3 separate regions of the Mus musculus genome follow, and all the other regions are linked to region 2. Evidence: chromatin contacts called from public Hi-C and HiChIP or PLAC-seq data. All regions are on one chromosome and are shown on one strand. The core of a region is the stretch at or near the end of the contact, and the rest is flanking DNA. Distances in the headings are between cores, read along the strand shown.

Region 1 (3,439 bases), core at 110-2,609, 100 kb after region 2:
AATCACCCTGTTAAATGAAACAAGCCAGATGTGGGATAACAGAACCTACATGTTCTCTCTCTCATCTGGATTAAAAAAAAAAATCAAGACCTGAAAGCAGAAGCAGGAGAAGAAAAGTACCAGCAGGAGCGGGAAGGAGAGGCAATAAGGGTAATGAATGAATGTGAATAAATGCAATAAAAACATCCTAAGTATGTGTAAAATGTCATAACGAAGCCTATTACTTTGTACAATGAACACACAGCAATAATCTTGTTTTATGAAAGATTAGTCATGCCAGGCGAGGCACCTGTAGCCACAACCCCTCAGGATTGGAGGCTGAAGGATTAGGAGTTTAAGGCCAGCCTGGGCTACATGATGCTATATCTCAAGGGGCGGAGCAGAGTCAGGCAGTGGTGGTGCACACCTTTAGACCCATCACTCAGGAGGCAAAGGCGAGCAGATTTCGAGATCAACCTGATCTATAGGGTGAGCTCCAGGACAGTACTTTCAAGATGCAGAGAAACTCTGTCTTGAAAAAACAACTACAAGCAAAGAGAAGAAGGAGAAGAAGGAGAAGGAGATTAGAGACAATAGCCTTTAAAGCAACTGTTTCCATTAAGGGCTCAATTAATGCTAAATAATAAAATAATTAAAATGTAAATACCTATGGAACAAAGCACTCTTTCAGTTGTAGAATTTTACCTAGATATGTGAATTCTTCTTCAACTGTCCTCTAGACTGTGTGGCTTTGAAACCATGGACAGCATAAAGTTACAGGGTTTGGAGACATTTCTTTGTCTTTGACTCCTTATGAGCAACCTCATTTATCAAAGAAATACTTTCTGAGCAGCTACTCTGCATTCAATGCTAGGCTGGCTCTGGATAGGCGGGGGATAAACAAGACCTTGCAGGCTATGCTGAGGATCAGAAAAGCAAGAGGTTGGACTTCGCTGGGCTGCCCACCTGTGGGGTTTATCCTTCTAGGCTTGATGCTGATTGCTGACACCATTCCCCCCCCCCAAAAAAAAAAGAAGAAGAAGAAGGAGGAGGAGGAGGAGGAGGAGAAGAAGAAGGAGGAGGAGGAGAAGAAGAAGGAGGAGGAGGAGGAAGAGGAGGAGGAGGAGAAGGAGAAGAAGGAGAAGAAGAAGAAGAAGAAGAAGAAGAAGAAGAAGAAGAAGAAGAAGAAGAAGAAGAAGAAGAAGAAGAAGAAGAAGAAAGAAGAAGAAGAAGAAAAGAAAAAGCAAGCAAAGACGGAAGCTTTGCACTTGGCAAGCGGTTAGCATAAAGTCCTCCTGGAGACCGCTGCATCGCTCAGTAGACAACCTCTTGGCAACCTCAGTCTCCTCAAGAGGAAACAGATGGCGGAACACCTGCTTCCTGCGGCTGCCCCAGAGGTGAAATTTCAATCTATCAATCTCATTTGATAAACCAGGTTATTTACTCTACCCAAACACATGACCAGTGTCACAGGCATTTTAGAGGATATAAATAAAAATAAGAAAGTGTCCCAGGAGACTTAAGCCACTAGAGGACAAAATACCTACCTGCCTCTGAGGCAGAGGCAGAGGTGGAGTGTGCGCTCATTTGCTTACCCTAGGAAAAGCTGCGTAGGAACCAGGGGCTTTGGGCTGTGTTTACTGACTGAGAGAAGCAAGTCAGTGGGAAACATCTGTTGAGCACCCATTCTATGCCACCGTTGATCACTGCAGACATCCGTGCTGATGTCATCTCAAGGTATTTGTCCATTATTAAGAATAAAGGTGGACCCAGATGTAGCTGTCTCTTGTGAGACTATGCCGGGGCCTAGCAAACACAGAAGTGGATGCTCACAGTCAGCTAATGGATGGATCACAAGGGCTCCCAATGGAGGAGCTAGAGAAAGTACCCAAGGAGCTAAAGGGATCTGCAACCCTATAGGTGGAACAACATTATGAACTAACCAGTACCCTGGAGCTCTTGACTCTAGCTTCATATGTATCAAAAGATGGCCTAGTCGGCCATCACTGGAAAGAGAGGCCCATTGGACACGCAAACTTTATATGCCCCAGTACAGGGGAACGCCAGGGCCAAAAAGGGGGAGTGGGTGGGTAGGGGAGTCGGGGTGGGTGGGTATGGGGGACTTTTGGTATAGCATTGGAAATGTAAATGAGCTAAATACCTAATAAAAAATGGAAAAGAAAAAAAAAAGAATAAAGGTACAATGTTTGATCTTCAGGCAATCGATCGGGTGAAACAGCCCAAAGAACAGCGCTATACACACAGGGAATCAAAGGCATGAAGGATCGGCGCCAGGGGTGGCAGACCTATCACGGGGGGTGACTGTGGGGTGGGAGCAAGGTTGGGTGTGGGGTGGAGAGCTGCCCCTGGAATGCAGCAGCAAGCTTCACAGAGGTGGTAGCATTCTAGTTGAGAAGAAACATGTAAAAGAGGTTGCGACCAGCCGGTCGGGACCAACAGTGCAGATTCTAAGGGCTGCGGGAACTGGCAAACCCCTGCGGCTTTCGTTTTAACCAAGAAGCCTGATTTCCCTGTGGCAAGGCACACGGGACTCAAGATGTTTAGTTTAGTCACAGCACGTTGAGGCCTGATTATGCTTCCTTGTGCGGTTTCCATTCTGCTCAGAAGTCTGTCGGGCTAGCAGCTAGTCTTTACGTTGAAACTTGGCTTGTTTTGCACAGATGGGATTCAGGAGGGAGACATGGTTACACATAGAGTCTCTCTCTGACCCAGGACTGGAGGTGATGAAAAGCCATCCTTGTGTACTTTCTCCTTTCCGTGGGAAGGACTTAGAAGATGATGTTGGTTAAATGCTGCTGTTAAACTCTGGGTCTGAATTGTGACCCTGGACTCAAGTTTTGAATGCTTAGTCCCCTGGTTTGTGGCAGGCACTATTTCAAAGGCGATGGGGTCTTTGGAGGGGGGAGGACTGGCTAAAGTAGGTCACAAGGGACAGGCCTCTGAAGGTTATAGGTGCTTCTGGTCTGTGGTCAACCTCCTGCTCTGATGCCTTTCGAGGAGTCTCTGCTGCATGCTTTTGCCTCCAGAGAGCTCCTTCTGTATGCCTGCCTCCATTGCCTTCTTCCCGTGATAAACCAACACTCCTCCAAACCTGTGAGCCAGAAGGACTTCTTCCTCCCTTGCATTGCCCCCATCAGGTTATTTGTCTGGTTGCTTTTCATTACAAAGACACAAAACAGCACAGATAGGAAGTTGTCTCGGCCAATCATCAGAAGTTCAAATCTCAGGTCTCCCTTTACTAGCTGGTTTTTTGTATAGACTCTTCGCTCCAGTTTGAATTGTGGGCTTGAACCCAGCCATGAAATGTGGGCTACCACTCCAAGTTTGGGGCCCACTAAGGAAAAAAATATCAGAGAAGGTATTTTTACCCTTCTATTTATTGAGTGAACAGGGGCACTCATTGGTCACCCACCCCCCCAGTGTTAAGACCAACCCAAGG
Region 2 (3,859 bases), core at 1,289-3,788:
TTTTAGGCCAGCCTCAAGTAGAAGACCCTCTCAAGGAGGAAAGGGAAAAAAGTGCTTGTGAGCCTTTTGCTGTCTTACTTTTGGAATAAGCCCACTCATAGGCTGGAGATTACTAAGACATCTGTATATAAGATAAAAATGGAACTAACAATCTCATTATCTGTCATGACATTTTTATTCATGGAAGTTTCCAAACGTTTTTTTTGTCTGCAGTGCTAGAGATTAAGCCAAGACCCCTCTGTGCCCAGCAGGCATTCCACCAACCAGGGTTACAGGGCCCCAGCCCTAAGCTATCCACAAATGTACTAGTCGGGTTTTTAGCTTATATGGTTTCTTGGGCTAAAGTGTCTTATGTGTCCATGGCTATATTCTTCCATGCCTTGGTTCGTGGGCATCATTTCAAATGTGACCTTTCAGAATGGCCCGGAAGGTGTCTGTGAGGACAACGCCTCCTCCCTCAGATGCTGGCACAGCCAGTGTGTTACAAGTATTCTGGGAGACCAGAGCATGTTCATCTGTATGGCTGCATTCCCAGCTCAGAGCCTCTATTCAGAAGACTCTCAGGGGATCTCTGATAAGATGCTTCGTCCTCCTCTGTATTATTCAGTTCTGCCCCTCCCCTCCCACCAGCTTCAGCCGACTATAATAGGCCTTTATTTTTCCAGGCTCCTTAACTATTTTCTCATCTATGCGAGACCCACCTGGTCTTCACCCGGTGCTGTTCCTCAGGGGAACCGGAACACAAGCAGCTGCGTCCTCCCTCTGTTTCTGCCCGCACTGTTGCAGCAAGAGACTTGGTATTACTGTCAGTTTGACTTGTCCCAACTGAGCCCTTCAACACCGAATTACTCGCAGGGGTTGGTAGGGATTAATTATTCATTAATTTTATTGTGTTTCTTTCTCTTCTTCAAGCATTAAGGGGCATCCTTTAAAAATGTTCTGGTGGGGTGGCTGGAAGGAAAAGGTGTTTGAACCAAACCTAATGATCTTGGTTCAGTTTCTGGAACCCACACGGTAAGAGAGAACTTCCTCAAGTTTCCTTCTGAGCTCTCTCTATGTGTGTGTGTGTATTTATACATACACACACACACACACACATATATATACATATATATGTATATATACATTCATATTCTCTCTCTCATGAGTGTGTGCACTCTAAACAAAATTGTTTTAAAAAGAACGAACTCCATTTTACACGTGAACCTCTAGGCTTCAGTACAGTAAGTAGTGGGGCTGATCCTGTCATCAGCTTTAGCATTCTTTCCCAGCCCAGTGTGTTGCTGGCTTGGGAAGTTGGGACTCCATAGAGCTCTTTAAGCTAAGAAGCTTCCTGGTGAAGAGCTTGGTTCGATAGCCACAGAGCCCTGTGGACATTCTAAGGAGAGCCAAACTGACGCTAGCCATGGTGACATTTGGCTAGCATCAGACGCCTGCCACGAACCCAGCACTATGCCTATCCCTCCTGGAAGCCTCCTGTATTTTGAAAACACCATATTGGCCACATTTATTAAAGAAAATCAAAATGATCAAAGTATCATGCCGGAAGTTGTGGAGTGACAGTGACAGACCCCAGATGCAGCTCAACCCACACTCTTCACCACATCAAGCACCACTTCCCAAGAGTCCTCCCGTGCTCCTGCCCAACTTGGAGTAGTTGACTGCTAAGGAGAACTAAGAGTAGAACCTTCTGGAACAGAATCTCCTGACACCATATTTATTCCTCAATGCTGAGAAGTAAGGGACTGTTACAAGAAAAAAAAGACCAAAAACCAAAAAACCAAAACATTCTCAGCTTCCTGGGTTGACGTAAAATGTGTTTACTATGTTGTCTGTGAACACAAATCTAGGTATGTGCTCTTTGTGCACAGAGCGCCTATTCAGCCATAAAACTGGAATAAGTACAAACACTACGACAAAACCAATAAAACTCAAACTAACAGCATTATACTGTGACTGCTGTTTTTCCAGGGAAGCTAAATTGCAGCTCTCATTATAAACAAGGCCATGGCCATCACCACACAGGTTCTTTTGACCCTGGCCCATCTGTGCTGTTGTGTGCTGTGTGTCTGCTCAATTCCCTCACCGCCTTTCTCTGTTCAGAGTACTGCGGAATCTTTTTACAGTGCACTGTGTTCTCAGATGCATCATTTACATATTACATCTGTGCTGCTTGTTGCCGACAAGATCATAAATGCAAACACAGGCGCTGAAACCAAGCAGCGGTTACACGTGTGCTCGTGTTGATTTGGCTTTCAGATTATTATCATAATAAAAACCCAGCGACATCATCATGGAACCCTTGTTTGACAAAACCTACTTGAGAAGGCGTGCCAGTGGGGAAACTTTACCGCCGGCTGCCTTGCAGAAGAGGGAAGTAAGGTGGTGAATGGGAGCCCAGCTTTGAGCTTTTCTCCCTGCCCAAGTGTTTCCTTTTCATAGGTGTTTGTGGCTTTGTGGTCTTAGCTATGGTTAAGAATCTCTCACTCAAAACAGCATGTCCCTCTCACTGTTAGTGTTACTGCTTTTGTTACTAGGAGACACAGGGTAGCCAATTTAGAAGGCTCAGTTACTAAACAGTTCCTCCTGTCTGTTTCGGCCCCTTATTTCTGTTAAACCTGGGCTGCCACCACATCAAGTCTATCAACCACGTGCGCCTCTTTCACGTGTTCCTTTATCGCTTGTTTACTTATTTTCAGTGCTGGGGAACGAATTTGACCTTGAACGTGCTGGATAAATGCCCCACCACTGAACTACATCCCCAGCTTTCAGAGATTGAGACAGAGTGCAGGGTCTTCTGACCAGCCTGAGTTTCATAGTGAGACTTTGTATCAAATGGGAGTGAGAGATAACAGAAAGATGAAGCTGATTTAAATAACTGTGGGAATGTGTTGGCTCAATGGGGTGAGGAGACAGAGGCAGGACTGGTTCCAGTGACAATCCATCTACGGGATCCAGGGGACATAGCTTCTCATCGCCTTCTTAGTTTTCTGTACTCATAATTGCCTTTCAGCTTGAATTTATATCATGCTCTGCTAAGGCCAAGTCCATCTGTATGAAACATGAGTGTTCTCTTGCCATTCTAGTTCCTGACCCATTTGAAACCTCATGAGCACATTCTTAAAAAAAAAAAAACAAAAAACAATTCTCCTCTCATATATTAATTACATCCTGACCACAGTTTCTCCCCCATCCTCTCCTCCCAGCTCCCCTGCCACCTCCCCTCCTCCCCAGATCTACTCCTCTTCCATTTCCCTTCAGGAAAGAGCAGGCTTCCCAGGGATATCAACAGAAGAAGGCATAAGAAGCTGCAGTAAGACTCGGTACCTCCCCTCATATTAAAGCTGGACAAGGCAACCCAATAGGAGGAAAAGGCTCTCAGAAGCAGGCAAAAAGAGTCAGAGACAGCTCCCACTCCCGCTCTTAGGAGTCCCACAAGAACACCAAGCTACATATGCAGAGGACCTAAGTCAGACCTTACAGGCTTTCTGATTGTTGCTTTAGTGTATATGAGTCAGGCCTGTGAGTCTTGATTAGTGGATTCTGTGGACTGTTTTCTTGTGTCCTTGACACCTCTGGCTCCTACAATCCTTCCTCCTCCTCTTCTGCAGGATTCCTGAGCTCCAACTAATGTTTGGCTGTGGGTCTCTGCGTCTTCTCCTATCAGCTGGATGGAGCCTCTCTTGATTATGCAATCTAACAAGTATAGCAGAGTATCATTAAGAATCATTTCATTGACTCCTTCCTTCCTTCCTTCCCTCCCTCCCCTCTCTGTCCCTGTCTCTGTCTCTCTTTTTTTTCTGTTTTTGTTTATTAATTTTTTATTTTTTATTTGCCAGTTGTGCTTGGTTCTACCCTA
Region 3 (3,557 bases), core at 771-3,270, 68 kb after region 2:
AGCCTGGTCTACAGAGAGAGTTCCAGGATAACCAAGGCTACATAGAGAAGCCTTGTCTTGAAAAACAAAACAAAACAAAAACAAAAACAAAAAACCAAAATCATGTCAAATTGTTTGGGTTTATATTGTCTTTTAATGGGATATTAAGTTCTTCTCTTTTGTCATATTTTAGGGCGTTGTTTATCTGAAAATTTTTATGTCCGAGGAGATGGTACCAGAGCTTATTTCTTTACAAAAGGTATGCTGATCAGTCTCGCCTAGGGTAGGCGGTGAGCTGTGAAAACCCTCCTCAAGCGTCTGCTCACAGGGACACACTCAGGAGCTGTGAGCACGAGGCCACAGTGCTGATTAACACAAGTCTTCATGCCCCGGTACTCACAATAGTGCCACACAGAAGCATGCAATGGCCTTTTGCCCTTCAATATTTTTCCAGTTAAAACTGCCTTTAAAGAGTCGGTTGTTTCGCTCTTACCCTGGAGCGAAGGTACAGGGTGTAATTTGGGAGTTAGTGTTAGCCTGAATATGAAAGAAACTGATAAGATGCCACAGCCAGAGGAAAGAATTTTATTTTTAAAGGTCTATAGAAAATTCGATCTCAGTAGTCAATTTCTTGTCTTTAGTAAATACTTTTGACAGCACCAGGTGAACCGTGCGTTCAGGGATTTCTCCAAAGTTAATAGAGCCTTTTATAATATGTGATCTTGGATGATTTTAAGCAAAGGCTCAGAAAGGAGGCACATGTCAAAGTATGGAAAGCTGTAGCCACAGCTCGGCTCACAGTAACTTACCCTGATCAGGCTGACCCGTCCGTCCGTCAGCCTGTCTGTACTCGCAGTGTATGTGGGAATGAAGAGGCCCCACCTGGTGTTGTGGGTTTCCTTCACCCAGCTCTCTGCTTCTTGGTATAAGAGAATCGGATGAGCAGTCCTCCATGGTGTTCCATTGGGTCTCACCCCTCTCCCCCCCACCACATGCTATATCGTTGACTGCCACTCTTGTCTCAAAGGGGAAATCCGCCGTATGTTCTGCGAGGCTGGATTACACGAAAAGCAAAATCTGGTTGATCATCGCTTGCAAGTGAACAGGAAAAAGCAAGTGCAGATGCACCGAGTGTGGATTCAAGGAAAATTCCAGAAACCATCGCCCTGGACTCCACAGAGTGGAAATTAGCATTCACTGCATTCTCAGGACCGAACTATGTGTCATGTTAAAGTATGAACCCAGGGCCTGATACTGTTCAAAGACTTCTCTTCCAGAGATGAGCAGAAGAGCATCCGCAGCTCTGCTGGTCTGCTGTCAGTGCTCTCAGGACATTTTAAGAACAAGGATGTGACTTGAAAGAGTCTCCCACCCTCTGGGTTTCCAGAACTTGAAATGTATGTTTGGTTTTGTTTCATCTAACCATGTTCCCTTGAATTGTATGACTTTGAATTAAGAAGCGTATAGTTTTGAGAAATGTAACCCGTCCATGTTTTAGAAGTGGAAAAATGATCTACTTTATTGTTGAGTATGGTAAAGCAGTCAAACTGCCCTCTGCTGTCAGCCAGTAGCAGCGGCATAGTGTGCCTTGTTCTTGGGGGAACTCAGGATGAAGGGTTACTGTGTTTTGTTCTGTTCTTATCTATTTTCTCTCAAAACTCACCAACCACCACCACCACCACCACCACACACAAGTGTCTGAAATACAACCTTAGTTTCTCTTTCCAAAAAATGGGGAAGTGTGACCCTTGTTAACATCACTTCCGGGCTATTCTTAGATATGCAGATCATCTTTGAGACACTGTCTGTGCTGTGGTGGCCAGTTTTAATTGTCAACTTGACACACTCTAGAACCACCCAGGAAGAGTCTCAGATTGTCAGTTGTCTGTGAGATTGTCTTGATTGTATTAATTGATGTGGGAAGACTTGTCTACTGTGGGCAGTACCATTCCCTGGAGGTTGGACCCTGAACCAAGTAAGTGTGGGAAAAGGGAGCTGAGCACTGGCACACCAGTATTCATGCTCGCTCTTCTCCTGACCATGGGTGTAACCAGCTGCTTCAAGCTCCTGCCTCCTTGACTTCCTGCTGTAACTGGGTGGACTGTAGCTTGGAGTTGTGAGCTAAAATAAACCTTTTCTTCCAAAAGTTGCTTTTGTTGGAGTTTTGTTTTGTTTTGTTTTGTTTTGTTTTGTTTTTATGTGCATGGGGTTTGCCTGAATGCATGTCTGGGCACCACGTACATGCCTAGTACCTGCAGAGGCCATTGGTATCTCTGCCTGCAGAGAGCATCGGATCCCTACCTGAGTTATAGGTGTTTGTGAGCCTGTTGTATGACAGACTTTTCCTGAGAAGAGGCAATATACACTTGTCTACTCGCCCACAGTAGGGAGTCCATGACAGAACAAAGGATGGATACCACTAAAGTTCAATTTAGTGAACCAGTGAGTTTTATTAGGGTCATTTACAGGAATATGGATGAGGGGTTGCTTACAGGAGTAGAAATGACTCAAAGACAGCTGCATCACCAAAGTCAACCCCAGCATGGGTGACAGCTCACAAAAACTGGGAACCAGGAGCCCACTGCACAGCCTGCAGGCTGATTGGAGAGTGCCCTTTCCAGGTGCCTCAGTTCTAAGCCTCTTCCAGTAGCTCGGCTGGTCTCTGCTTCTTGGCATCTTGACTTGTCTGGAAGTGGTGTTTACTATTTATTCTGGGGAAGGAGGGGCCTAGTGAATTTAGTCAATTTTAGGGACTTCCTGCAGCTATTCTGAGTTATTTACTTTTTGTCTTAACTTTGAGAGCTAGACTGTTTCAATCTGGAAGGAAACCACTATACAACAGAGCTGTCATGTGGGGACTGGGTGTCTTCTTCTGGAAGAGCAGCCAGTCTTAACCCCTGAGCCATCTTGCCAGCCTCACTGTCAGGGTATTTTATCACTGCTAAACTAAAGCATTTATTCAATAAAATCCTCCTTAACCACTCGAAATGTATTTGTTTCCCTTGCTTCAGAAAGAAAATATGTTGGCTTGCTAATTGCCCATTGTAAAAAAACAGAGTCCCTAAAACAAGTCCCCCATTATATAGTGTTTACTGAATGCTTTCATTATATGTTATCGAAGTTTGGGTTCACAACTTGTGCCCCAAGTCAGGTCTGGTTACCCATCTTCAGTAAGCCAATTAAAAGAGCCAGACTAAAGTAGAAAATAGAAAAGGAGACTTATTCAGTGTGGACACATTGAAAAGATGGACAGAGAGATCAAGGGGACTCCCCCCAGGTTCAGTCTTTGGGGTTCTGAAGGTTTAAATAGAGACCTGAAGAAGCAGCCCTCTCAAGGTGTGGTCTCTGTAAGCCCTGATCTCAGAAAGAACAGATGAGGAAATAAATCAGTGGGAAGAAATGCATAGTCCTCTGAAAGCAGTGGTCTGGGAAAATAGAGATCCAAAAGTTTTTCCCTCCTTATTTGTTTGCTTGTTTGAAACAATCTAACTCACAGCCCCGGCTAGCCTCAGCACAGAGCAGAGATCCTGCAACCCTGGCCTTTAGACCTGATTCATGGTGCAGACTAGCCTCAGCAC

The links. Hi-C and Micro-C count contacts between places; a contact is called where the count stands out from the background. HiChIP or PLAC-seq counts read pairs in DNA pulled down with a chosen protein or histone mark.
Region 1: a contact with region 2 is called in an H3K27ac HiChIP or PLAC-seq map of regulatory T cell precursor, with 3 times the contacts expected there. The contact joins two enhancer-like sites. A contact is called at or near these places in 1 of 15 datasets of contacts at CTCF or cohesin (thymocytes), 16 of 484 Hi-C or Micro-C datasets (CD4 T cells, CD8 T cells, DN3 thymocytes and 10 more) and 8 of 115 datasets of contacts at active chromatin or transcription factors (DN3 thymocytes, bone marrow-derived macrophages, double positive thymocytes and 5 more).
Region 3: a contact with region 2 is called in a Hi-C map of pre-pro-B cells, with 1.8 times the contacts expected there. The contact joins two enhancer-like sites. A contact is called at or near these places in 1 of 15 datasets of contacts at CTCF or cohesin (CD8 T cells), 22 of 484 Hi-C or Micro-C datasets (B cells, bone marrow, bone marrow-derived DN2 thymocytes and 14 more), 5 of 115 datasets of contacts at active chromatin or transcription factors (bone marrow-derived macrophages, embryonic stem cells and memory CD8 T cells) and 3 of 9 other capture datasets (adipose tissue, liver and pancreatic islet).

The regions. Positions count from the first base shown.
Region 1 is chr2:70,928,996-70,932,434 of GRCm38.p6, reverse strand. The region is part of intron 1 of Gm39843 (a long non-coding RNA gene); the gene reads right to left. Among named protein-coding and RNA genes, the nearest start is that of Gm39843, 7.6 kb to the right of the region's middle. Within about 2 kb of position 1,359, at least 38 of the 459 cell types and tissues checked have an H3K27ac peak or open chromatin away from gene starts, as enhancers often do. A contact at or near this core is called in CD8 T cells, DN3 thymocytes, double positive thymocytes and 3 more, where this site is marked.
Region 2 is chr2:71,030,955-71,034,813 of GRCm38.p6, reverse strand. All of the region lies in intron 1 of Mettl8 (methyltransferase like 8), which reads left to right. Among named protein-coding and RNA genes, the nearest start is that of Mettl8, 23 kb to the left of the region's middle. Within about 2 kb of position 2,538, at least 71 of the 459 cell types and tissues checked have an H3K27ac peak or open chromatin away from gene starts, as enhancers often do. A contact at or near this core is called in B cells, CD8 T cells, DN3 thymocytes and 9 more, where this site is marked.
Region 3 is chr2:70,963,129-70,966,685 of GRCm38.p6, reverse strand. It overlaps Mettl8 (methyltransferase like 8), which reads left to right. Exons shown (of 10, transcript NM_145524.3): 9 at 173-238; 10 at 1,007-2,125. The coding sequence ends at 1,170. Among named protein-coding and RNA genes, the nearest start is that of Gm39843, 42 kb to the right of the region's middle. Within about 2 kb of position 2,020, at least 96 of the 459 cell types and tissues checked have an H3K27ac peak or open chromatin away from gene starts, as enhancers often do. A contact at or near this core is called in B cells, CD8 T cells, bone marrow and 4 more, where this site is marked.